Linked DNA regions of Mus musculus: regions 1, 3, 4, 5, 6 and 7 are each linked to region 2. Evidence: chromatin contacts called from public promoter capture Hi-C data. All regions are on one chromosome and are shown on one strand. The core of a region is the stretch at or near the end of the contact, and the rest is flanking DNA. Distances in the headings are between cores, read along the strand shown.

Evidence for each region. Promoter capture Hi-C pulls out the DNA fragments that hold promoters and counts their contacts.
Region 1: a promoter capture Hi-C map of liver shows a contact between it and region 2, with 5 times the contacts expected there. The contact joins the promoter of Ube2d-ps here to the promoter of Pes1 in region 2. A contact is called at or near these places in 2 of 39 promoter capture datasets (both in liver).
Region 3: a promoter capture Hi-C map of liver shows a contact between it and region 2, with 5 times the contacts expected there. The contact joins the promoter of Aebp1 here to the promoter of Pes1 in region 2. A contact is called at or near these places in 2 of 39 promoter capture datasets (both in liver).
Region 4: a contact with region 2 is called in a promoter capture Hi-C map of liver, with 6 times the contacts expected there. The contact joins the promoter of Ykt6 here to the promoter of Pes1 in region 2. A contact is called at or near these places in 7 of 39 promoter capture datasets (the 3T3-L1 cell line, the C10 cell line, hippocampal neurons and 3 more).
Region 5: a contact with region 2 is called in a promoter capture Hi-C map of liver, with 5 times the contacts expected there. The contact joins the promoter of Pold2 here to the promoter of Pes1 in region 2. A contact is called at or near these places in 2 of 39 promoter capture datasets (both in liver) and 1 of 9 other capture datasets (liver).
Region 6: a contact with region 2 is called in a promoter capture Hi-C map of liver, with 7 times the contacts expected there. The contact joins the promoter of Pgam2 here to the promoter of Pes1 in region 2.
Region 7: a promoter capture Hi-C map of liver shows a contact between it and region 2, with 5 times the contacts expected there. The contact joins the promoter of Xbp1 here to the promoter of Pes1 in region 2. A contact is called at or near these places in 4 of 39 promoter capture datasets (hippocampal neurons, liver and pre-B cells), 1 of 115 datasets of contacts at active chromatin or transcription factors (embryonic stem cells) and 1 of 9 other capture datasets (liver).

The regions. Positions count from the first base shown.
Region 1 is chr11:5,760,223-5,763,624 of GRCm38.p6, forward strand. Ube2d-ps (ubiquitin-conjugating enzyme E2D, pseudogene) reads left to right here and starts at 1,928. Exons shown (of 7, transcript NR_015577.1): 1 at 1,928-2,018. It also overlaps a transcript of Urgcp not described here.
Region 2 is chr11:3,962,679-3,966,015 of GRCm38.p6, forward strand. Pes1 (pescadillo ribosomal biogenesis factor 1) reads left to right here and starts at 1,297. Exons shown (of 15, transcript NM_022889.3): 1 at 1,297-1,382. The coding sequence starts at 1,359.
Region 3 is chr11:5,859,847-5,863,210 of GRCm38.p6, forward strand. Aebp1 (AE binding protein 1) reads left to right here and starts at 2,020. Exons shown (of 21, transcript NM_009636.3): 1 at 2,020-2,552. The coding sequence starts at 2,306.
Region 4 is chr11:5,954,464-5,958,025 of GRCm38.p6, forward strand. It overlaps Ykt6 (YKT6 v-SNARE homolog (S. cerevisiae)), which reads left to right and starts at 1,295. Exons shown (of 7, transcript NM_019661.4): 1 at 1,295-1,541. The coding sequence starts at 1,438.
Region 5 is chr11:5,876,806-5,880,459 of GRCm38.p6, forward strand. It overlaps Pold2 (polymerase (DNA directed), delta 2, regulatory subunit), which reads right to left and starts at 1,451. Exons shown (of 11, transcript NM_008894.2): 1 at 1,387-1,451; 2 at 1-184. The coding sequence starts at 127.
Region 6 is chr11:5,801,842-5,805,164 of GRCm38.p6, forward strand. Pgam2 (phosphoglycerate mutase 2) reads right to left here and starts at 1,955. Exons shown (of 3, transcript NM_018870.3): 1 at 1,434-1,955; 2 at 1,158-1,338. The coding sequence starts at 1,847.
Region 7 is chr11:5,518,876-5,522,608 of GRCm38.p6, forward strand. It overlaps Xbp1 (X-box binding protein 1), which reads left to right and starts at 1,766. Exons shown (of 6, transcript NM_001271730.1): 1 at 1,766-2,325; 2 at 3,048-3,144. The coding sequence starts at 2,120.

The DNA of each region.
Region 1 (3,402 bases), core at 678-3,177, 1.8 Mb after region 2:
TAAAGATATAGAAGATGGGGCTGGAGGGATGGCTTAGTGGTTAAGATCACTGGCTGCTCTTCCAGAGGTCCTGAGTTCAGTTTCCAGCAACCCCATGGTGGCTCACAACCATCTGTAATGGGATCTGATGCCCTTTTCAGGTGTTTCTGAAGACAGCCACAGTGTACTCATATACATTAAATAAATGGTTTTTTTTTTTAAATGATAGAAGGTGCAGGATGGGTAGATCTCTGTGAGCTGAATGAAGGCCAGCCTGGTCTACAGAGTGAGCTCCGGGATAGCCAGGGCTCTACAGAGACCCTGTTTTGAAAGATCTGCCTGCTTCTGCCTCTAGAGTGATGGGATTAAAGGCATGAGCCACCACCACAATAGCATAACTAAAGGTAAGGAAGTAAAACTTAAAGACAGCAGACCCTAAGGGATCACAGAGAGCCCTGAATGTATTCCCACAGGCCACAGATCTTCCTTGTGGAGTTTTGGAAGAGGGTGGAGCTTGGTAAGGCTTATAGTTTAGAGGACAGTTCATGACATGTGTTTAGGATAAACTAGGAGAATAGGTGAATGGCATATAGGAATCTGGCTGGGAAACCATTTAAGTGTTCGATTCATTGTTTTTGTTTTGGGCAGGGTTTGTATGCGTATGTGCAGGAACATGACAGAGGCCAGAGTAGAATGCCAGATATATGACAGAGTAAATGCTACTCTTTGTGCCTTACTGCTTTTGGTGCAAGGTCTCTCACTGAACTGGAATCTCACTATCTATGCTAAGGTAGCTCCAGGGATCCTGTCATGCCGGCTACCCAGTGCTGGGGTTAGAGACATGAGTAGCCAACCTCACCTTTTCTGTGGGTACTAATGATCTCAGGGCCCCATGCTTGCACCACAAGCACTCCTATCTACTATCTCCTCAGCTCCTCTAGTTTTAGATTTTCCTTTGGGGATCTTTCTCTCTTTCTTTCTTTCTTTCTTTCTTTCTTTCTTTCTTTCTTTTTTTGGTTTTTCCAGACAGGGTTTCTCTGCATAGCTCTGGCTGTCCTGGAACTCACTTTGTAGACCAGGCTGGCCTTGAACTCAGGAATCCGCCTGTCTCTGACTCCTGAGTGCTGGGATTAAAGGTGTGCGCCACCACGCCCGGCTTTTTTTTTTTTTTTAAGACATGGTCTTACTCTGCAATCCAGGCTGGCCTCAAACTCACTATGTAGCCCAGTCTGGTGTTGGAACACCTTTGGTCCAGAGCAACTGCACTAGCATACCCTATTAGGTTTATCTGTCTGGAAACAATATATATGATTATTTATATAGAGAGTCCAGATTCTTTACTGTATGAGGCACGCTGATATTATGTATTTTGCCATATTCTATTTCATTTCCAAGATGTTGGCTACAATCTATTACACAGATTTTGTGACATACCACTAAGTTCTTTACACTTGGTCTTAAACAGTTCGATGTCTTGGGGAAAGGGAAGCAGAGTTTAGCTTGGGATGTGCACTTTCAGGCTGAGTCTCAATAGCGGCAGTGCATTGAAGCCAACTAAGTACTACTGAAAATGCAGCTCTCCAGACATGTAGATGCATCTGTGCTCAGCACCTACGCGTATTCAGAAATATCTGTAACACTTCTGCCCAGAAAGCATATAAAAGTGAATGTATACTTACAGCGCTGACAACCACTAAGCTCAGGAGTTAAGTGACAGCCTGGGGAGGAGCCCAGGGAGGGGCAGAGAGCATAGCGTGTGGCACCTGCGGTTTCAGGCATGTCCTGGTGCCCAGGCCCCTCGCCTAGCAGAAACCAGAGCCACAGGGCCGTGACCGTGGCCGAGTAACTGACCGTGCGCGACTCCGTGGTCAGACCCAGGACTGCTGCGCGCACTAGCTACCCACAGCGCACCGCGGCGCGCACGCGTAGAGCGCCGTTCCCGGCGTGCAGCGTTGCGGCCCAGGCGGCCGTCTTAGTCTGCCCCGCAGGGCCGGTGGGGCACGAGCAGCGGGAACATGGCTCTAAAACGGATCCAGAAGGTAAGAGTGGCGGAAACGGGGTCCTCCCGCCCGTCCACTCTGCGGGCTGTCGCAGCGAATAGAACCCCGCGGCTGAGGTGCGGCAGGGCGCACTGACACTTGCCCCGCGCGAGTTCCGCCGCGGTCGGCGCAGACTTAGGAGGTGGCTGAGTGCCTCTGGCGGGCGACTCGCGGGGGCGGAGTCATGCGACCGGGTCACGTGCGCGCGCAGCTTTGGGCGGAGTTTAGGGAAGCAGAGGGGTGTCTCCCAGGGTGCCTAGCACGAGAGGCTGAGCTGCGGGAGAATTTCATCCCGTAGGTTTGTATTAGCCCATTAACCTAGAGCCTGGTAATTGCATCTCAGAAAAAGAAGCCACCAATCCACCCTTTACCATTTGTTAACGTTTTAGCCTATCCACTTTTCGTCCTTTTCCTAAAGAAAATTATTTTATATTTCTAAGTTGTTTTTTGTTCCGTTTTGGTTTGGTTTGGTTTGGTTTTTTGAGACACGGCCTCCTGGCAGACCCAGAACTCGCTATGTAGACAAGGCCAGCCTCAAACTCACAGAGATCCTCCTGCCTCTGGTTGCCGAGGGGCGTGCACCACCATACCCTGCATTATACTGTAATTTATGATCCATGTTTTCACATAGTATTAATAGTTGGAATTTTTTTAAAGATTTATTTATTTATTTATTTATTTATTTATTTATTATATGTAAGTACACTGTAGCTGTCCTCAGACACTCCAGAAGAGGGAGTCAGATCTCGTTACGGATGGTTGTGAGCCACCATGTGGTTGCTGGGATTTGAACTCCTGACCTTCGGAAGAGCAGTCGGGTGCTCTTACCCATTGAGCCATCTCACCAACCCTAGTTGGGATTTTCTATACTGCAAAATGGTATTTATAACCTCTTTTTTAAAGGATTTGGGGCCGGGCGTGGTGTTGCATACCTTTTATCCCAGCACTTGGGAGGCAGAGGCAGACGGAGTTCGAGGACAGCCTGATCTACAGAGGACAGCCAAGGCTATACAGAGAAACCCTGTCTCGAAAAACCAAAAAAAAAAAAAAGATTTGCTCACTTATATGTGGGTGTAAGGTGCCCTGTGTAGGTGCCAAGAATCATACTCAGGAGCTCTGGAAGAGCAGTTCATGCCCTTAACCACTGAGCCATCTCTCCAGCCCTATGACCCTAACTTTTAGCATTAGCATGATTCTTTCCACCAAGTGGATCCAGGTTATGTGTCTCAATTAGATTTCTGTCGCTGTGATAAACACCATAACCAGAAGCAGCTTGGGAGGAGAGGGAAGCCAAAGCAGAGACCTGGAGGCAGAAACTGAAGAAGAGGCCATGGAGCAGGGCTGCTTGCTGGTGTGTGCCAGTTTGCTTTATTCTATACCCCAG
Region 2 (3,337 bases), core at 47-2,546:
AGAATGTTCATTCTTATTAAACTCATCTTTCAAAGTTACATTTCAGCTATACATGACTTTAAGCAGAAAACCAAGAATTTTTTTAACATTTTGAAGTAAAAGTAATAAAATTTAAAGGAAATTGATAAAAAAGTCATAAATTTTAACTTTTTTATAAACATGAAATTACCACCTTTAAGACTGACTTAAACCTATCATCAGATCTCATAAGTTTAAAAATTATCTTTATAGATGGAATGATATGTTTTAAATGTGCGCACAACTTTTATGTGTGTGTTGCAGATCTGAACTCCATATCCTTATGCTTGCATGTCAGGAATTCTGTCCACTGGGCCATCTCCTCAGTCCTGTTTTGTTTTCTTGGTTTTGTTGTTTTGAAACACTATCTCTAGCACAGGCTGGCCTGAAACTTGTGCTCTCCCAGCCTCAGACTCCTGTGTGCTGGGATTACAGGCACCACCATCATGCTATGCCTTCCATTATTTTTCTTTCTTTTCATTTTTGTTTTGTTTCGACAGTGCGTCACTCAATACCCTCGCTGTCCTGGAACTTAGCCTCGGACTCACAGAGATCCGTCCCTTCTGCCTCAACTCATTCCCCAAATATAAGCAGTTCCTTAGACCCTCTCCGTGTCCGTGGGAGGTCAAAGGTCGGCCTTTGCTCTATTTTATTCTAACTTGAACAAACTAGGTGCAGCTGAATCTAAGGTCAACAAGGCAAAATCTGGTCAGCTGGGTTTACAACGCCTAGCAACCGTTGCCATGACAATTGAACTCCCTTAAACTCACTGGCCTAGCATTACAAAAACTAGTAGCTTTAGGTTTAGTGAGCATTTCTGTTTTTGTTTGTTTGTTTGGTTGGTTTGGTTTTTAAAGAAAACATCAGCCAGGCGTGGTGACACACATCTTTAATCCCAGTACTCTGGAGGCAGAGGCAGGCGGATCTCTGGATTAGAGGCCAAACTACAGAGCTCTCTGAATCCCAGAAGGCTCCGGGCTGTCTGTCTCCCATCCCTTCAGTCCTGCTGTATCCCAAAATGCACTGGGGCTCGCGTGCTCAAACAACCGTGTCTAGGGTGCTTATAAAACTGCCTAAATTTCCATGTTGCTTTAAAGCTTGTCTATAGATTTTGGTAACTAAGAAAAGAACTGAAAGAACTACCACAATTGTTGAGCTTTAGAGAATTTGGTTGTAAATAACGAGGTCGCCAAAAGCACAACTTTCTCTGGATTTGTACAGGCATATTTTCAGACAGCCCTCAGCTGGCGGCGTGGGGTCCTTCAGGGCCCTAGGCAGGGCACGTGCGGGAGGAAGTAGCTCTGGTGTTCTGGCTGCCTTGAATTTCTCAACGTGGAGCTATGGGAGGTCTGGAGAAGAAGAAGGTGAGTGAGTTCCAGCGGAGGTCGGAGCTCCGGCTTTATCACTTTCCCTGGCCTCTGGGGACCGAGAAGTCTTGAGACGGCCGCCGGAGCGAACCTTCTGCACGTAGGCCCCTGGAAGCCGGGAAGAACTGTGACGGGCTTTCTGTGGAAGGAGTTGTGGAGACAGGCGGAGCCGCCAAAAGAGTGATCAGTGACCAACGGGACGTAGAATTCATTATCAAGACTTGGGACTTTCTTAATTGAGCCAGGCCCGGTCCTAGGTACTGGGAATTGAGAAGTAAGCAGTCAGATGCGGCCCCGCTTTCCCAGTGTCAACTTCAGATAAAGTGGCTAAGGGTTTTTAAGTGCGCTCCTGAGAAAGGGAGGGAGGGAGGAGCAGTAGAGTGGAGAGTATCAACAGGCGCTTAATCCGATTAGTGTTGTCTTGTAGGTCCTCTTCTGACGTAGCATTTTAGTGGAAATCAGTACTTAAAGAACACTTTAGTCTGGGGCATGAAAATGTTGGGAAGTGTGGATGGTCCCCAACCTTCCCCTAAGAGAATTCTCGGCACTCAGAGAAAGGAGAGACTAATATCAGCGTGCAGCTGTAGCTTCCAGCCGTCTCTTAGCCGTCTCTGTGTTTGATGGTTTATATGGGGTTAGGCGTTGTCACAATCTTATATTTTAGGATGACCCTTTTGTTCCTTTACAGGCTCTGGTTATGATAGTTTTATCTTTAGCAGATGGAACTTGCTATCCGTGTGATATTGGTGGTGCTCAATTCTCAAGGGAGAAAATGACCTTTTTTTTTTTTTTCTTTAGAAAAGGGGAAAGGGTGAGCAGGTTAAAAGCAGAAGTCAGTGCAGTTTTAGCTCTGTTGTCTCAGATTAGAGACAGTTTCTTCTTCCTATGCAACCTTGTTTCCCAAGTTTAAGCTTCTTAATCATAATTAATGTGAAAGCTTGCTGTTTTTCTTTTTTCATTCAGAAGTGCTTAGCAGAGAAAACAGAAGTGAATTCCACGGCCAGTAGGAAAGAGAGGCAGGTGGTGTGCAGGGTTTTGGACAGACAGTAGCATGGCTGTGAGATGTAAATAAGTGAGGTGCTGTCTAGGTGAGGCTGGGGCCGTATCATGTGAGGCTGGAACTTATTCTGAGTGGAGAAGACAAAGAAAGTAAGTGACTTGATCTGAGTTATTCTTGCTTCTGTAAGGAGACTGTGGGTATGAAGTAACTTTGGGATAGGAATGAAGAAGATGAGATGGGCTCAAGTCTTTCCTTTGACTTGCAAGTTTCTGGTAACAATCTGCTTTGTTGTTTTTAATTACTTTTTTTAAAGTTATTTTTTATTTATTTTTATGTATATGAGTGCTCTATCTGCATGTATACCCGCATGCCAGAATAGGGCATCAGATCTCATTATGGATGGTTGTGAGCCACAATGTGGTTGCTGGGAATTGAACTCTGAACCTCTGGAAGAGCAGCCAGTTCTCTTAACCACGGAGCCATCTCCCCAGCCCCTTTAATTACTTTTTTGAGACTATAATTGCATTATTCCCCCTTTCCCTCCAAACCTTTCCATATATTCTCACTTGCTCTCCTTCAAATTCATGGCCTCTTTTTAAAATGATTTTTATATAACATAGTATATATATGTTCCTAAATACATAAATACACCTGCTATATACTAGTGTGTGTGTGTGTGTGTGTGTGTGTGTGTGTGTCAGTCAGTGTGTGTCAGCGTCAGGGTTGACTGTTTGGTATTGGATAGCTAATTGGTCTGTTCTTCCCTGGGTAATACTGTTTCTCCCACTCACAGTATTGGTTGCCTGTAGGGTTCACATCTCTTGGCCTTTCTTCTATCCATGTTAGCAAGTCTGTTGTCCTTGTTCAGCTTATGTTTAGGCAGCCATGTTGAGAGACTTTCTGGGTGTAGTTTCTGACATCCTTGGAGACACAAATCTCAGCAAACTTCCTG
Region 3 (3,364 bases), core at 770-3,269, 1.9 Mb after region 2:
CCTCAGCTGTGGCCTTGGCAGTGCCCTCTGGACATTTGACTTAAACGCTATGCTCTTCAGCAGAGTGGAGAGCTCTCCTCACAGGCTCTGGCTTCTGGTTGTCCTCTTGCCCCAGCGCTGTGGGCCCAGGTTAGAAAGACTTCCTGAGGACGGGCTCCCTCGGGAGGATCCCCAGCGTAGCACTGTGCTCCCACGCACCTTTCCGGATTTTCTGTGTGGAGGCCTCAACCCCTCAGGCCTCCTGGGCCCAGCTCCTCTGCTCGAATTCCTGTCCGTGACTCATTGAGGCTCAGGAAAAGGCTTTCTAGACCTTAGGTTTCTTTGTTTTCCATTTTTGAAATGGCTTCTGTTTTCCCTGGCAGAGAATATCCAACCCAAATTCAGTCCAAGTATGACCCATGCCTAGGGAAGTGACATCCATGTCCCCTCATGCACCCTGTGGCATACCCAGCATGACACACTGGACCAGACTGGGGGCACGGAAGCCAATTCCCAGAACTGACTTTGAGCACAATGATTCAGAGGGTGACCATGAGTGAGACTTGCTTTACTCTTGCTCTGCGACCAGGTTGAAGTCTCTCATGGGGAGGCCTAGCTGTGAGAGGATTGTCCCGGGATGGGGGAGGGGGAGCAAAGTGGATGAGGACCAACAGCCTGTGGGATGCAAGGGCTGATCGTGTGTGCTAGGCACAGCACAAAGTGGTCCATTTAGCCGGGCAGTGGTGGTGCACACCTTTAATCCCAGCACTTGGGAGGCAGCAGCAGGTGGGTTTCTGAGTTCGAGGCCAGCCTGGTCTACAGAGCAAGTTCCAGGACAGCCAGAGCTACACAGAGAAACTCTGTCTCAAAAAAATCGAATAAACCAGAAAGGTGGTCCATTTAATATGCGTATAGTAAGTTGTGGACACGGAGTTCCCCTGCTGAGTCAGACAGCTAGGAGGGCTAAGATGGGTTAGACCCTCCCCCCCACACACACACACACACTCACACACACATCAGTTCTTGGCATAGTCTCCATGCTTCCTCAAGGAGAGCCAGAAAGGAGACTGCCGGGAGGGGCTTGCCTACTCCCTGAGAGCAGTGGGTTACAGAGCCCAGTACCCGAAAATTTCCCCTTTTTCTCCCTGCTCATGCTGGACAGAGAGGGTGAGGGTGAGGGTGAAAGACTGAGGAGGTGGCATCGTGTTGGTGTTTCTTGACCTGCTTTTTCTTTTTTCTCTTCCAGCTGAGATGTAAACTTTCCCATGTCAATCATCTGGGGGTCGCTATTCTTTTTTATCAGAGTGCCTCCCCACCTTGGTTGAAAGCTGCCTGCCACTGCCCTGGACCTATGGCTGCTACAAGCCCACGTTCACATCTTTAATCCTTCATGGGTAAATGCTCTGGCATTCCTGGGCTTAGCTATGATGGCCATTATGAGCCAGCCAACGTTTGTATTCTAGAAGCCATAGCTGAAGCTGTTGTAAACAATTTGTTGTTTTAACCGCTTCTGGTCAGAGGAAGGAGAGAAATAGCTATTACTCCACATTGGGACCTGAGCCCTGAGCTCTGAAGTGGGGCTCCTATCTCCATAAGGACAGCAGCTTGCTGAGAACAGCTTTTCACAGCCTTCCTCGCAAAAATTGGCTCCAAAGACCTGGGATGTTGGTGATAACTGGACAAAGGTGACACCTGTGCAAGCACACAGCAGGTGACACTTTGAAGAGCTAACCTCCAGAAAGTGGAAAGGAGGTGATCGCCAGTACCCTCGAGGGCCCTACTCCCTCCCTCCCCTAGCAATCTCCCTGGGCTCAGAGCAAAGGGCACAGCGGGTTAGAGCACAGGTCTCCTTAGACTCCGCACACTCCCTTCCCCATAACTGTTGCATTCTTTTCTCCCAGGCCTTCCTCCCCGCTAGGCGCCCTGCACCCAGACCCTCTAAACTGGGCGCTGACGCTGCTATTAGTCTGGGCTCCGTGCTGCTCCGCCTCCCTCCCCCGCAGCCCCCGGTCCAAGGCCGGCTCCTCCTCCTCCCCCTCCGGAAACCCGAAGCCCCCGCCCCGGCCAGGCCGTCGCAAGCGCTCTGGAGGGCGGTCCGCGTGAGAGCCAGCCACGCGGGGCAGGAGCGCCCAGTTGCTGCCGGAGCTGGGCCCGCCAGAACCTCTCCTGGAGCCCCTTGCTCTCCTTGAATCTCCCTTTCCCACCGCTTTCTGGATACCCTTGACGCCCACGTTCCTCGCGCCCTTTCCCGCCCCTACGCGGGGCGCTGCCCCTGCCACCCAAGTCCCTGCTCAAGCCCGCCCGGCTCCCGCGCGTGCCCAGAGCCATGGCTCCAGTGCGCACCGCATCCCTGCTCTGCGGCCTCCTGGCACTGCTGACGCTGTGCCCTGAGGGGAACCCACAGACGGTGCTGACGGACGACGAGATCGAGGAGTTCCTCGAAGGCTTCCTTTCGGAGTTGGAGACCCAGTCCCCGCCCCGGGAAGACGACGTGGAAGTCCAGCCGCTTCCCGAACCCACCCAGCGTCCCCGCAAATCCAAGGCAGGGGGCAAGCAGCGGGCAGATGTAGAAGGTGAGAACCTGGTGACATGGGTGGCCATGGCATCAAGTGAGCATACAGGGGCTCTGGAGGGTCTAGCCACTTCCCATGCTGCCCCGTGAGGAATGTCTCTCCAAGGCAACGCAAGGCAACACACTGCCAGGCAGCAGTTCTGTCCTGGAGTTTGGAAACCTGGAGGTGTGTGTTCAGCATAGGGTGGCGCTGGGCTTTTGAGGTCGCCCAAGTTGTTCATCCCAGGTCTCAAGAGAGTGTAGGTTTGGACGAGTGGGAAATTGTGATTCGCCTCTCCGAACTGGCCCTAGTCTCTTAGTGGCAAGCTTCAAGCCTAGGCATCTGCTTGCCTCCTCTTCTCCCACAGGAACACAGACAGGGGAGCGGGGTGAGGAAGACTTCCAGGTGAAAGTGGGCAGTCTGAGATGGTCAGAACTAAGCGAGGTGATAGCATCCCGGAGGCATGCAACCCCGAGCCTCTTATGCAATCGTTGTCAGTAAATCTTAGCTGTTTTTCATGGCCCTCTGGAGAGTGGCAACGGATCTTGTGATCTCTCTCCCAGGAGACTGTAAGGCACCATTCATCATTCCTGAGGTCAGCCACTCCCCCTCCGGCCCCCACTGCTGTAGATCTGTCCTGCTCTCCCTACCCTCACCTCCCTGCACACTTTGCCTCCAGCAACCAAGACGTTCTGGACATTGCCAAGTGACCCTGCTCCTGCTGCATGTTTTGCTGTATTCCCTGTGTTTCAGCCAGCTGCCTGTGTGTTTCCCATTCGCCATTAAATTCTCCGCACCCAGCAATTGCAGCTCCTAGGGTGCTAGAAGGGTGG
Region 4 (3,562 bases), core at 45-2,544, 2.0 Mb after region 2:
CTCTTCGGAGTAAGTTGTATACATAGTGTTCATCTATTTATGTTACTGTGTGTTAGTGTGCATGCATGCATGCACCAGAGACTTCTCTTATAAGGTCAGGGCAGTCAGTGACTGAAAGCTGGAAATAAAGATATAGTGCTCTTATCTAATCTGTAGACCTTGCTCAGATTTTAGCCTCCCTTTAAAGCTCTGCTTCTAACAGCCTCAAGGGCACCTTCGGCCTCTCATGAGGCTTGCTTCCTCTTTCTTTCTTTCTTTCTTTCTTTCTTTCTTTCTTTCTTTCTTTCTTTCTGTCATTTAACGTAATGGTGCAAATAACCATCGTCGTCATTGTTAAACATCTGCAATGAGCAGGACTTGGAATTTGATAGTTTATCACTTTTACCAACATGTCTACAAAAAAGGTATTTTTTGAGTCCAACAGATTGGGGGGGGGGGGTAACTTTTGCGGTGCGGAAGTACTGGGACCGAATTCAGGCTGGATAACAGCTGGGGAAACGCAGGGGAAAACAATGTCATTTGAAATTGATTAACAAGCTTGGCTTGGGGAGTTCGCATATCTCTAGATGAGACTTCCTGGGACCAAGGGAGGCTGGGTAAAGTCAGAGAAAAGCAGGAAGAGGTGCCAAGAGTGGCTGTAAGGGAGTTTGATAAGCATTTTGCTGTTCACATTGGAAGCCCAAGGTCTGCTTCTTGCTATCAATTTTCTTAATCCACATCTCTTTCTGCAAGGTCACTATCCTGGTAATTTTGTACAACTTTGGATAAAGAGGCTTTCTTCAGAAATGGTTCTCCGTCTGCCGCCTGTGGAGCCATGGTGTCAGTGCAGGTGAATATAGCTGACACCTCTGGCCGCCTGGCTTGTCGAACAAGTGTGTCCAAGCTGAGTGGCCATAGCCAGTGACGTTTCTGATTTTTATTATTGCAAGAGAAAGGATGAAGGGCCTTTCTTTTAGTCGTCTGTACTTGGGACACCCAGGGAAGAGGTTGGGTAGCCTGGTGCTGTTACACATAGAATGCAACAAAAGTATAGAGTGGGGACAGCTACGGGTTGTTTTTCTAGCAGAATGGGGAAAAAAGAGCGATGGTACGGCACAGCACTCCCCACCGGCAGCCAGGGTCCGCGCGACAGCCCGGAAGGGAACCTGCGCCAAGGCACTGCCACGCAGGCGGAGACCGAGCCTCCTGGCGCCGACCCGGGCGGACGCGGGCGCGCCCCGCCGCTTAGCTACCCGTCCGCGCACGCGCGTACCCTGCCTTCGGGCCTCCGAGGAGCGGCTGGAGCAACTCGCCACCGGAACCGGAAGTGGGCCTTACTCTAGGAGGAAGAAGCCGGCCGGGCCCCGTCAGGAGGCGGCCGCCGCTGTTCTGAGGGACTGTGGCCGCGCTCCTGGGAGCGGGTCTGGGGCTCAGCCGGCGGCCCGAAGGTGCGGCGCCATGAAGCTGTACAGCCTTAGTGTCCTTTACAAAGGCGATCCGAAAGCGGTGCTGCTCAAGGCCGCGTACGACGTGTCTTCCTTTAGTTTCTTCCAGAGGTCCAGGTAAGTGGGCCGGGCCCGGGTGGCTGGACCCGGAGTCCAGGGAGTCGAGTCTCTCGAAGGGCGAGCACGGCTTTGGCCTCCCTCGGGCGGCAGGCTGTACCTGAGGAGTCGTTAGCAACCCTGGGAAAGGGCTCTGCCCTACGCGGTATTGCCCAGTTGTAGAAAGATTGGAAGGCCATTGATTACAGACGCGCTGCCAACTGTTCTGATCTGGGATCTCCGGACTCAGAAATAAGTATGTTGACTACGCCTCGCACCCTGTGATTTAACCAGTGTTTGGTGTCTTAACCTTTGTATTTCGTCGTTGCCAGTGGTTCTCACCTTCCTTGCGCTGCGACCCTTTAGTACCGTTTCTCATGTTGAGGGAACCCTCCCACCCCCAACCATAAAATTATTTTCGTGGCTACTTCATAACTGTAATTTTGCTACTGTTATGCATATGTATTTTTGGAGATTGAGGTTTGCCAAAGGGGTTGCAGCCCACAGTTTGTGAAAGTCGCTGGTCAAAGCTCTTTCCAGAAGTTCTGTATGGAGGTGTTTCTTTTATGAGTAAAATCGTTGATTCCTCAAGGATTGGGAGTCAGGGGTCAAACTCATTCTTTTTAGTGTTTGGGCCTTGATTATCAGGAAGGGTCCACACTGGTAGCTAGGCAGGAACCACTGGATTTGTATTGCTTGTAGGCATGTAAAGGATTGTGGGGTGCTTTAATTGTAAGCTGCACAGATACCCAGTCTTGTGGGAGTGACTCAGACACAAAAGGAAAAGGGCCCAACAGGGTAGGACCTGTGGTCATCTTGACTCAACGTCTGGGGAAATCTGCTTGTTCAGGTTGTGTCTCAGCTTTTGATGGTTCTAATGACTTCATATAAGTGGGATATATAGTAGTTGGCTTTTTGTGTCCCACTGATTTTACTAAGCAGAATGACCCCAAGGTTGACCTATGTTTCTGCAGATACCAAATTTTTCTCCCCTTTAAAATATATACAGTATTGAGTTTTATGTAAACACTATGTTTTGTTTATGTATCCATCCGCTGATGGACATGAGTTGCTGTGGATTATAGTTATGTGAATAGTGTTTGCCAAGGGGTTGGAAGGTAGCTTGAGTGGAGAAATAGTTCATTCAGGAGACTGCTTGCTGCATGAGGGGCCTGGGTTTGATCCCAAATACATCAAAAGGAAAAACAAACAAACCAACCAACCAACCTCTGGGTGTCCTGACACATGCTTGTACTTTCAAAGCTAGGGAAACAGAGACAAGGTGATGGGGCTCAGGGCCTGATGACTGACCCGCTGGGGATCATGGCGCCTGATGACTGACCCGCTGGGGATCATGGCGCCTGATGACTGACCCGCTGGGGATCATGGCGCCTGATGACTGACCTGCTGGGGATCATGGCGCCTGATGACTGACCCGCTGGGGATCATGGCGCCTGATGACTGACCCGCTGGGGATCATGGCGCGATGACTGGCCCCCTGCTCAAGCCTACTCTGTGAGCGCATAACCAACTTCATCCTAACAAAGGTGGATGGCTCCTGAGGAAAGACTCCCTGCGTACACATGCAGCTGCACACAGATGGCACGTGGATGCTCAGATACACAGAGACACAGCTTACAATTTGCTGTGGTGTGCACCCCTGAAGGTGGAATTGTTGAGTCATCTCTGGCTCCGTTTGCTCTTCCTGCTCCTCTCCTCTGTGTGCCCTGGCCCCTGCTCTGTGCTTGGTGTTCTTCTTCTGGGATGGAACCTGTGGTGCCAACTTGGCTCTGGATCTTTCCGTTTTTCTCTCTCTCTGTTTATATGGAGGATTCTCAGAGCTTCACAATGCTATCATCTCATTCTTTGACACCCTGATGTTATCTACTGTCAGATGACTAGCAGTGAAGCAGAGAGACACATGTTCCAGTTGAGTGAGACCCCGCAGTCTTACCTTTCATGTCACTGTGATTACTAAAGTCTCTCACAGTTAGTGCACTAGTAGTAGTCCCAATCACACGACTGTCATCTTGCTCTAGATA
Region 5 (3,654 bases), core at 201-2,700, 1.9 Mb after region 2:
CTCCCAGTCGGAAGGGCTGTGAGGAGTTGGTGTAAGTTGCCACAGGTACCCGGGCAAAGGTGGCATTGCTGGCAGAGGGCGGGGCGAGCAGAGTGTGGGCCCTCTGTGCTGCCTGCTCGGAGAACATGGCGGCACTCCTGGCTTGTTTGGTCCAAGCAGCTGTGTCCAGGCCGAGGAGTTATCACTGCAGAGACACACAAAGGCATTCCTGCAATCCCTTCTTGTACCCAAAGCTCCCCTAGTGTCCCAACCACGCTGTCCACAATGTGCACACATGTGTCCGGAGGTGTCATCCTATAACCTAGTCAGATACAACCTGGAGCTCGTTCCAAACCTTGTTCATCACCTCCTCCTCTCCACATTTCTACCCAATCACCAGGGTCTCAAATTCTGCATACCCTCAAATGGAATTATTGATCTGCTTCTGCCCAGCTCCCTGGGACCTCTGCTACCTCTAGGGATGCTATCAGGCATCACTGAAGAAGCCTGTCATAATATAATTAGTGATAAAAAATAAAGCATAAAGCTGCCCCTGTTTTGCTCAAAACCCCCCAAAGGTTGCTTTTCAGTAAATAAAACCCCAAGTTCTTACCACGACCTGTAAGATCAGCTCTGGGCCTCTAAGAACAGCTCCCCCCTCCTATCTGTTTCTCCTTCCAAGTGTCCCTTCCACAGCAGGGGCTCCAAGTAGAGGCCTCTCTACTCCTGCTGGGTCCTCTCCTTTTCCCCAAGGCTTACTGGCTCTTCCCTTTCAAGTCTTTCCTTAAAACTCACCTTCCCATATCTAATTGACTGCATTGCTACTTCAACTGTCTGCATCATTATCATCTCTCAAGCATTTACTTTGCCTCCTCCAACTGTTGCCTAAGCTCCGGCAGCGCAGAGGTTTGTTTTCTTGTATTGCACCCCTTCCCACTAAGATGTGCTTGGGGATGGATGCACAGCGGACTTTAGTATAAAGTATCTCAACATATTCTTCATGCGTAGTTGAGACGACAACAGGCTGGATGTAGTAACGGAAGTTTTGAACACAGCTTTCTTTTTCATTTTACTTTTTTTTTTTTTTTTTTGGTACAGCTATTACAAAGTTCAAATTCCCCTAGCTGGTTCGGCTTTCTTTAATGCGCAGCTCTGGCTTAGGGAGCGGACCCTATGAATTTGCCAAATGGGCACATGTAAACTGGATGTAAGCCAAAAACGCACGGTGGTGGCAGCGGCCCACACGGTGCTCCAGGCCGGACCCGACGGGAGACCTGCCCCGAAGCAGACACGCCCAGCTCGGGCCCATGTTACAGTTCGAAGCACCCTCAAGACCCCGGCCCGCTGTCCAGGTACCGCCAAGTCTGACCCAGGACCCACGTTAACCCCGCTCAGCAGCACACTCACCGCGCCACGCCGCATCCCGCCAATCTCTGCGCGCCCGTCCCGCCCATCGGCGCATCCAGCCAATCGCCTCCCGCCCCATCCCGCCCATCGCTGCACGCTTCATCCAGCCAATCCCCGTGCGCCCCGCCTCTGGACCGAGGAAACGCGGAGTCACGCCTCCGGTTCCCGGGACAACCCATCACTTAGCACTGGGTTTCCTGTGCGCATGCGGTGTTTGCGGCTGGGCCTCATCGGGTGAACTCCTTGGGTAGCGTGGGCCGTAGTGAGGCTGGGCGCCTGGCTCATGCTGCTCTCCCCGAGCGCTGGGGGTCTGGTGGCTCCTGTGTGGCTGAAGCTTCCCTCCCACTCTATCCTGCGCTGTGATTCTCACCCTGACTTCTCAGATTCCCTTGGAAGCATGAACAATTTCTCCCATCTCACAGGCAGGGAAACAGGCAAAATGACCCAGCTAGTGAGAAAAGCTAGAATTCACACTAAGACACCCTGACTGCAAGTGCATCAGACTTCAGTGGTAACATTGCTCCTTTTTAAAATTGCCTAATTACTCAGTCTGAAACTTATTACTTAAGGTAGGTTTCTTCTGGCTTACTAAGTTTTTTTGTTTTATTTTGAATTTATTTTGTTTTGTTTTGTGTGTGGGTGTGTTTTGCCTGCACGCATGTGAGGTCAGTCTCCTCGGAGGCGAGAAGAGAGCGTCCGTGTCACCTGGAACTGGAATTACAAATGGTTGTGAGCCATTCTGAAAGAGCTCTCAACCGAGCTTTCTCCAGCCCCTTGTTTCTGTTTTTGTTTGTTTTTGCTTTTTGAGACAAGGTTTCCCTCGTTCCTGTTTTAATAATGAATTAAATCATTTTTTTCCCCCCGAGACAGGGTTTCTCTGTATAGCCCTGGCTGTCCTGGAACTCACTTTGTAGACCAGACTGGCCTCGGACTCAGAAATCCACCTGCCTCTGCCTCTGCCTCCCAAGTGCTGGGATTAAAGGCGTGCACCCCCACCCCCGGCTAAATCATTTGTTTTTAATGTTTCAGTTTGTTGAGTATTTTTTCCTTTGTAAGCTGGGCTGAGTGCGGATTTTTGCCTACTGTCTCAAGTAGCCTGTTGCATATTTGATTATGTTGCAACGTTCTTGTGTTCCAGGAACAAACCCCATTTGATGGATTTGAAACCACTTTGTAGAATTAAAATCCAAAGTTACAATGACACAGAGCTCGTTGTTGTGCAGCCCCTTGACTGGAGCTCTCCATTTACTCTTTGGTTGCTGTTCCCTTTGGTCTGCAGGACTCTCCTTAGGATTCCTTACAGTAAATGTCTAAGGAAATGGACTCATCAAATTTTATCCCAGAATATCTTTATTTCTACTTTTTCCTTGAGACGGGTCTAATATATTCCATGGTGTAGCAACAGGGCCTTAAACTCCTGATCTTTCTGTCTACACCTCTGGAGTGCTGGGGTTACAGGCACGTGCCACTACCCTGAGTTTTATGCAGTGCTGGAGAGTGAGCCCCGGGGCTTCATGCAGGCTAAGCAAACACTCTGCCTTCTGAACTACATCCCTGCCTGGCCCTACGTCCACTTTGTGTTTTGAGCCAGGTATCTTGCTATGTGTTCCAGCTAATCTCCGAGGGCTGATGTCTGCCTCCAGAGTGCTAGGATTACAGGTGTTCTAGTCAGGTTTCTATTGCTGTGATAAACATGGCTAATGGCGACTTGGGGAACAAGGTTTATTTCACCTTACAGGAACATCAAGGAAGGACAGGTGTGCTGGTCACCTTGATGATGCTCACACACCTGGAAAGATCTGTTCGCTTTAGTATTTTTTTTTCTGTTCTTTAGATATTTTTTCTCCTTTTTTTTTTAATGTATATAAGTGTTTGCCTGCGTGCACATCTGCACACCATGTGCATGCAGTGTCATCAGCAGCCAGAAGAGGGCACCAGATCCCCTGGAAGCAGAGCTACAGGCCATTGTGAGCGGTCATGTGTTCTGGCACCCAGGCCTCTGCAGGAGCAGCAAGTGTGTTTGCTTTGTTTTTAACCCTCCGATCCGTGTCTCTAGCTCCCCATTCCTTACATTTGATCATTTTAGCTGACTTTCACCTTTGCTGTTCTTTATTGTGGCCCTTGCTCTAATTACTTTAAATCTAAGTCGGCTACAGGTTGTATTTTAGTCACTATTTTCCAGCTTCAGAATATTTTTGCTACCTAAATAAAAACCGTCAAAGACTTCTCTGTTTATGCTTCCATTTGCTTGTACATCACTTACTTGAC
Region 6 (3,323 bases), core at 705-3,204, 1.8 Mb after region 2:
GAAGCAGGGGAACAGTTTATGCAGAATGGCCTTTGTGGGCTCGTGGTACTGCCAGTTAACCCATCCCTGAGAGCAAGGCCACAAAAGTGTGCCTAAGAGTTAAGGGAGACCTGGCTGCAGAAATAGCCCAACAGAGAGACGAGAACACCCTCCATGAATAGCTGTGGCACACGCATGCTCAGCCCAGTGTGAGCTGGCTAAAGAAGGTTTGGAAGGGTGACATTTGGTTTCTAGAGCTTCTAAATTCTGACCCGGGAGGAACAGGAAACCTGACCCACTGCCTGCTCCTGCAGCCCCTGCCTGGAATAGCAGCTCAACCTTTGCTCTTGCCACCGCACCCCTACCAACAGGGAGGACCTGGGAATGTTCCCTAGGCACACCCCGTGAACCTCTTTCCCAGAACACAGCCCAGGGAGGAGGGGCAGGGGCAGAACCCTCGGGTTGCCGCTAGGCGCTGGAGACGTGGATCACACCCCAACCCCTTCTTAGGATCCCACCGAGTCTAAAGGTCACCCAGAATCTAATATAGACGTCCGGTGTCTACGACCCAGTTGGGACCATAATTGGTAACCTCCCTACACTGCTATGCCCCCCTTCCAGGCCTGTCTACTAGCCCTTGCTCTTCAGTTAGGAGCACCACCACAGGCCTAAGATTTTAAGTAGCTCCATATTTCTGCACTCTGCTGCCTTTTTTTAGCCTATAGAAGACTGAGAGGTGGGGGAACACATGGTTCAGGTCTGTGTGGGTGGATGGACTATGTATTGTACCTGAGGCAAAGGGGCCTCAGAGTCAAGGCACTTTGTACATAGACTTGAGAGAAAAAGAGGAAATGCAGGCAGCACCAGGAGAGAGAGCAAGAGTTTTATAACAGCTCAAGTGGCTTGATTCAGCAGGAAGCCAATACTTGGCGTTGATGGCCAGAGCTCTGACCTCTTTCCCCAGTGGGTGCCAGAAGCCTGCTCTACCTATGATCAGCTCCTGTGGGGTGCCTCAGCTATGCTGTCTGTGCTGACTACATAACTGGAAATGGGACAACACAAAGTATTACAAAACTCCTGCCTCCATCAACTTCTGAAACCCTGACATCTGTAAAATAGCTGAAACCAATGAACCGCAGTGGTTTCTGTCTCACATCTTTCCTGAGAGTAGGCCTCACCTTCCAGATGTTTCACAATGCCCCGAAGGCTGTTCCCATGGGCTGCAATAAGCACTCTCTGGCCAGCCTTAATCTTAGGTGCGATCTCCTCATTCCAGAAGGGCAAAGCCCGGGCAATGGTGTCCTTGAGACTTTCACAGGTAGGCAGCTCCTCAGGCTTCAAGCCTGCATAGCGGCGGTCCTGGGGACAAGGGCACAGGAACATTTCGCTTTTGTTTACTGGGTAGCCCTCCCCCCTGGGCTCCCAACCTTCCAGCTTCCCGGCATCTGGCCCACCTTGCTGATGGAGGTGTAGTAGTTGTGTTTCTCATCCATGGGTGGTGGTGGGGTGTCAAAGGAACGCCTCCAGATCTTCACCTGCTCCTCCCCGTGCTTTGCAGCCGTCTCAGCCTTATTGAGGCCTGTGAGGCCACCATAGTGCCGCTCATTGAGGCGCCAGGTACGCACCACGGGCACCCACATTTGGTCCGTAACATCCAGGATGGTCCAAAGGGTGCGGATTGCCCGCTTCAGCACCGACGTGTAGCAGATGTCAAACTCTATCTTGGCATCTTTGATAGCGGTGGCCCCCCGCTTGGCCTCCTCTGCTCCCTTCTCACTCAGCTCTGCATCAAACCAGCCACAGAAACGGTTCTCTTGGTTCCATAAGCTCTCACCGTGGCGAACCATTACTAGGCGGTGGGTGGTCATGGTGGCGGGGGACACAGGAACTCTAGGTGGCAGCTGCTTGCTTGGCCCTTTAGGCTTTATAACAGTTTTCCCAGCCCCCACCCCAGCCCTAACTGCCAATCAGCATTCCAGGAGATACAGGCAGAGGCAGGCAACCAGTAGCAGAACTGGGGGTGGGGTGTAGTCCAAGGAGCTGAACTTAAAAATAGTCTCACAAAATCATCAGCTCAGATGACAAGCCCCATAACCAGCTGGCACCTGGTAACAAGCCGCATGGGGCTGCAGAACTGGACCAGGGTGAAGGGCAGGAGTCAACCTGGGGGTGTTCTCCATGTGGAGACACTCTTGACATCAGCAGCTTTCAATCACAATTGGCCCTCTCCTGATCGGGTAGAAACAACTATTCCAGGCCCTTTTCTGATATATACATATGTTTAAAGACAGAGTTGAATTGTGTGACTCAAGCTGCAATCTCTCTTCAGTCTCTTAATACAATTAAGAACAAGCGCATCTCAGGAAGAAGTCTAGCCTAGTGTCAAGGTCAAGGGTATGTATAAGATATCCATACAAAGAGGTCAGTGTGTAAGTAAATAAGTAGGCGTGTCTGCAACAGTGATTGTTCTCTGCCCAGGTGCCTGTCCCAGCGTACATGCATTGTCTGTGTTGCTGTGTTGGTGAGACGGAGTGAGCACACACGTTTTACCAGGCAGATACCCCCACCCCACTAAGTATGGAGGATGAGGAGCAGTTGCTTTGAGAGGTGCACAGGATGAGACAGCTCCCCAGATGATACTCAGGTGAGCTAGAAGAACACTGAGGGCAGAGCTGGGAGCCCTACAGGAAGGGTACACTGGGTTGAGGTACCAGTAAAAAACAGAACACCCTAAGGGACTGGAGAGATGGCTCCTCAAGAGCACTTCCAAAGGACCCAGATACAATCTCCAGTACCCACATTGGGCAGCTCACCACTACCTGCAACTATAGCTCCAGGGGCATCCAACAGGTCTGGTCTCAGTGTATACCTGCACTAATGTGCACATTTCCTACCCACAATTAAAAATAAACTTAAAGACATTTTAGAACCTGGTTGTGCACACCTTTAATCCTACCCCCTGCCCAAGTGCTGGGATTAAAGACATGCACCACTGTCACCCCTCTGATGTTGTTTTTTTTTTTTTTTTTTTTTTTTGGCGGGGGGGAGGGGTCAAAACAGGGTTTCTCTGTATAGCACTGGCTGTCCTGGAACTCACTTTGTAGACCAGGCTGGCCTCGAACTCAGAAATCTGCCTGCCTCTGCCTCCCGAGTGCTGGGATTAAAAGCGTGCCCCACCACTGCCCAGCCCCCTGTGTTGTTTTAAAGACAGGCTCTCACTATGCAGCTTTAGCTGGCCTGGTACTTGCTATGTAGACCAGGCTGACCTGGTACAGAGGTCTATAAGGATCTGCATTACAACACCTGGCTGGTGTGGCTAATAAACTCTGGTTAAAAATACAGGG
Region 7 (3,733 bases), core at 516-3,015, 1.6 Mb after region 2:
AGAGGGCTGGGGGTGAGGATGCTGTGTTCTCTGGTGATGAGCTGGAGGCCTTGGATGGGGCGGCAGGGAGGAGGGTAAGTCTATGGGGGTATCCCTAGCTGAGATTCCTACCAGAGGGGGATATAGAGACTGAAGTGGCCACCTCCTGTAGCCAGGCAAGACTTCTAGAGGAGAGAAGGGGACATCAATCGCCTTGCCTATAAGAAGTGCAGGGATAAAGATGGAGCAGACCAATATAGCCAACCAATGCCCGGCCCAACTTGAGATCCATCCCATGTGAGAGAGCGGATCCCTGACACTACTAATGATGCTCTGCTAAGCTTGCAGTCAGGAGCCTAGCATAACTGTCTTCCGAGAGGCTTCATCCAGTAGCAGATGGAGACAGATGCAGAGACCCACAGCTAAGCATTGAGTTGAGCTGGGAGTCTTGTGGAAGAGATGGGAATAGAACTGAGCAGTGGAAGGGGGTCAAGGATGCCCCAAGGAGACATACAGAGTCAACTAACCTGGGACCATGGGGGCTCACAGAGCCTGGGCCACTGACAAGGAAACCTACAGGAGCTGAACTTATCCCCCCCACCCCCATCTGTAGCAAACGTGCAGCCTGGTCTGTATGTGGGTCCCCTAACAAGTGGAGTGGAGCTATCTTGGTCTCTGTTCCCTGCCATTGGATCCCCTCCGCCTCCCTGGACTGCCTGGTTGGGCCTCAATGGGAGATGTTGTACCTAGTCCTGCTGAGACTAGATGTCCCAGGGTAGGGTGGTATCAAAGAGGTATTCTCTAAGGAGAAGGGGAGGGAGCAATGGGGGGGGGGGATTTGTAAGGGTGGGACTAGGAAGAGGGGGCTATGATTGGGATATAAAGTGAATAAAAAATAAATTATTGGAAATAGGAAAAGGAAAAAAAATACTAATGTAGGGGTGGCTGTGTAGGTGAAAAACGCCCAGCACCCAGGTGAAAGGTTGGCAAGGCTGAGCCTGATCGTAACCCCAGTGGCAGAGAGCAGAGACAAGCAGACCATGGAGGTGTAATGGCCAGCCAGCATAGCCTCAGGGGCAAGCTTCAAGTGCACTGACTCTTATAAGGCGGAAAGCAATAGAAGAGTACACTCTCCCCCACCCCATCCCATCCCCTGAAACCTATTTCCACCCCCTCCTCACTCCCATTCCCTAATGAAAGGAATACTAAAGTCTGGAGGTATATATAGCTCAGTGGTATCTCTAGTTCCACAGTAAAGGGGAATAGTGGAGTGCTAGAGCATTAGGTTCTGGGGTCTGGCTCCAGCACAGCAAAACAAAGACAACAGTGATAAAAGCTCATACCAGAAGAGATCAGAAATAAGAAGAAAAACGAAACCACATGTATTCTCACTATGCAGACTTTATTTACTAATCCCTTACTACATGCTAGCCAAGGCTCTAGTGTTTTCTTTTAAAGTTATTAATTTATATCAATTAATTTATATGAAATAGGGTTTGATCTATAGCCCCAGCTGGCCTAGCTAGACCTCCCTATGTAGCCCAGGCTGCTCTCAAACTGGCAATAAAGTGCTGAGATTACAAGTGAGTACTACCCTGCTACATTTAGTTTTGCAATCATCTCATTTTCTAAAGACTCATTTTGTGAAAATTTCCCAGGTGTGTGTGTGTGTCCGCTAACCCTAAGCCGGATATGCCACCAGTTCAATTTTCTGCTGTACTGGGAAGTGGGGGGGGGGGGGGGACGGGACGGGGGACGTAGCGCCGGACATTAAAATGGGGTCGGGCTAGGGTAAAACCGTGAGACTCGGTCTGGAAATCTGGCCTGAGAGGACAGCCTGGCAATCCTCAGCCGGGGTGGGGACGTCTGCCGAAGATCCTTGGACTCCAGCAACCAGTGGTCGCCACCGTCCATCCACCCTAAGGCCCAGTTTGCACGGCGGAGAACAGCTGTGCAGCCACGCTGGACACTCACCCCGCCCGAGTTGAGCCCGCCCCCGGGACTACAGGACCAATAAGTGATGAATATACCCGCGCGTCACGGAGCACCGGCCAATCGCGGACGGCCACGACCCTAGAAAGGCTGGGCGCGGCAGGAGGCCACGGGGCGGTGGCGGCGCTGGCGTAGACGTTTCCTGGCTATGGTGGTGGTGGCAGCGGCGCCGAGCGCGGCCACGGCGGCCCCCAAAGTGCTACTCTTATCTGGCCAGCCCGCCTCCGGCGGCCGGGCGCTGCCGCTCATGGTACCCGGTCCGCGGGCAGCAGGGTCGGAGGCGAGCGGGACACCGCAGGCTCGCAAGCGGCAGCGGCTCACGCACCTGAGCCCGGAGGAGAAAGCGCTGCGGAGGTGGGCCCGGCGGGCAAGGCTGGGGCGCGGGGCGGCAGGACTGGGATTGGGACTCTCTCGTGTGTGCCAGCTGGTGGGCTCCGTACGGTGGGTTAGATTCACCTCTAGTGTCTAACCTGGGAAGCGGAGCTGAGGGGGATGCCCCTCCGAAGGTCTGCGTCGGGGGTGTGTGCAGGAGCTCCCGACACAGGCACAGAAGAAGGTGCCCGACGCCCAGTCCTCTGTAAATGCTCGCTCTTTGTGGTCGTAGGGTAGGAACCGCTCCAGCTGTCATTGCAGCCACTTGGGAACCCCACCCTGGGAACCGAGTCCACAGCGTCCGGCATCCCGAGAGTTTGGCTTGGGGAGGGACAGTTGGTAGCGTCCCCGCCGCCTTCACGGATATCGCTCTAGCAAGGAGCCTGTGGGACGGAATTGGACCCAGAAAGTAGCGGGGGAGGAGGGAAGAAGCATATGACGCAACGGGAATGTATCAGCCCGGTGGTAAAATGAGATCCGGGTGGACAGCCGCACGGGAGAGAATCAAGCAAGTCTTCAAGGCCTGTGGATAGAAAGCAGCGTGTGTATGCGTGTGCGTGTGCGTTTTGATAGGAGCTTTAAGCGTGTTTACTTGCTAAGCCTTATTCTGTAAAGTCAACGAAAGCACCAGCTGGCCACGTCTACAAATGAAGACACATGAAAGCTGGAGATGACTCAGTTATGTTCCCTGTCTCCTCCCCAAGGAAACTGAAAAACAGAGTAGCAGCGCAGACTGCTCGAGATAGAAAGAAAGCCCGGATGAGCGAGCTGGAGCAGCAAGTGGTGGATTTGGAAGAAGAGGTAAAGGGACTTCAGGCCATGCTTTCATCCCATCCATATCAGGGCCCATCCTAAACTGCTTCAGCCCTTTAGAATACAACCCAAAGTGCCATTTAAAGTTTAACCAGCCTAGCAGATAGGCCGTGAAAGCAGACGTGACTCACCCTGGCCTGCCCTCCCCTCGGAGATTAGCCAGGTTGGATAGATCATTGGTTGCTTAAGCTGTAGCGCCGCCTGTCTTTGCCAAAGGCTCACTAACGCTGCCCTTCCTTCTGGGATCCCCCCCCCCCCGCGCGCCCCCAATCCTCCCACCCTCTGTATCCTTTCTGCTGTCAGTGCCCTTTTGTGCCCCTCCACCCCGGCATCCTTTTACCCTTTGGGGAGTTATTTTAGTTTCTAAGTTAAGTTTAGTTAACTTTAGCTATTTCTAGCGTTTCTAGGCATTGCCACATTTACGTCCATTTATATGCGCACGTGCGCCCTGGTTTGAGTTTGGGTCACCTCACTTTGTAATACACTTTCCAAATTTATACATTTTCCCTGCTAGTTTCCTTTCTCTATACAGGCGAGTGGTACCTCACTGTGTGTGCACCCCACTTTCACGGTTCTC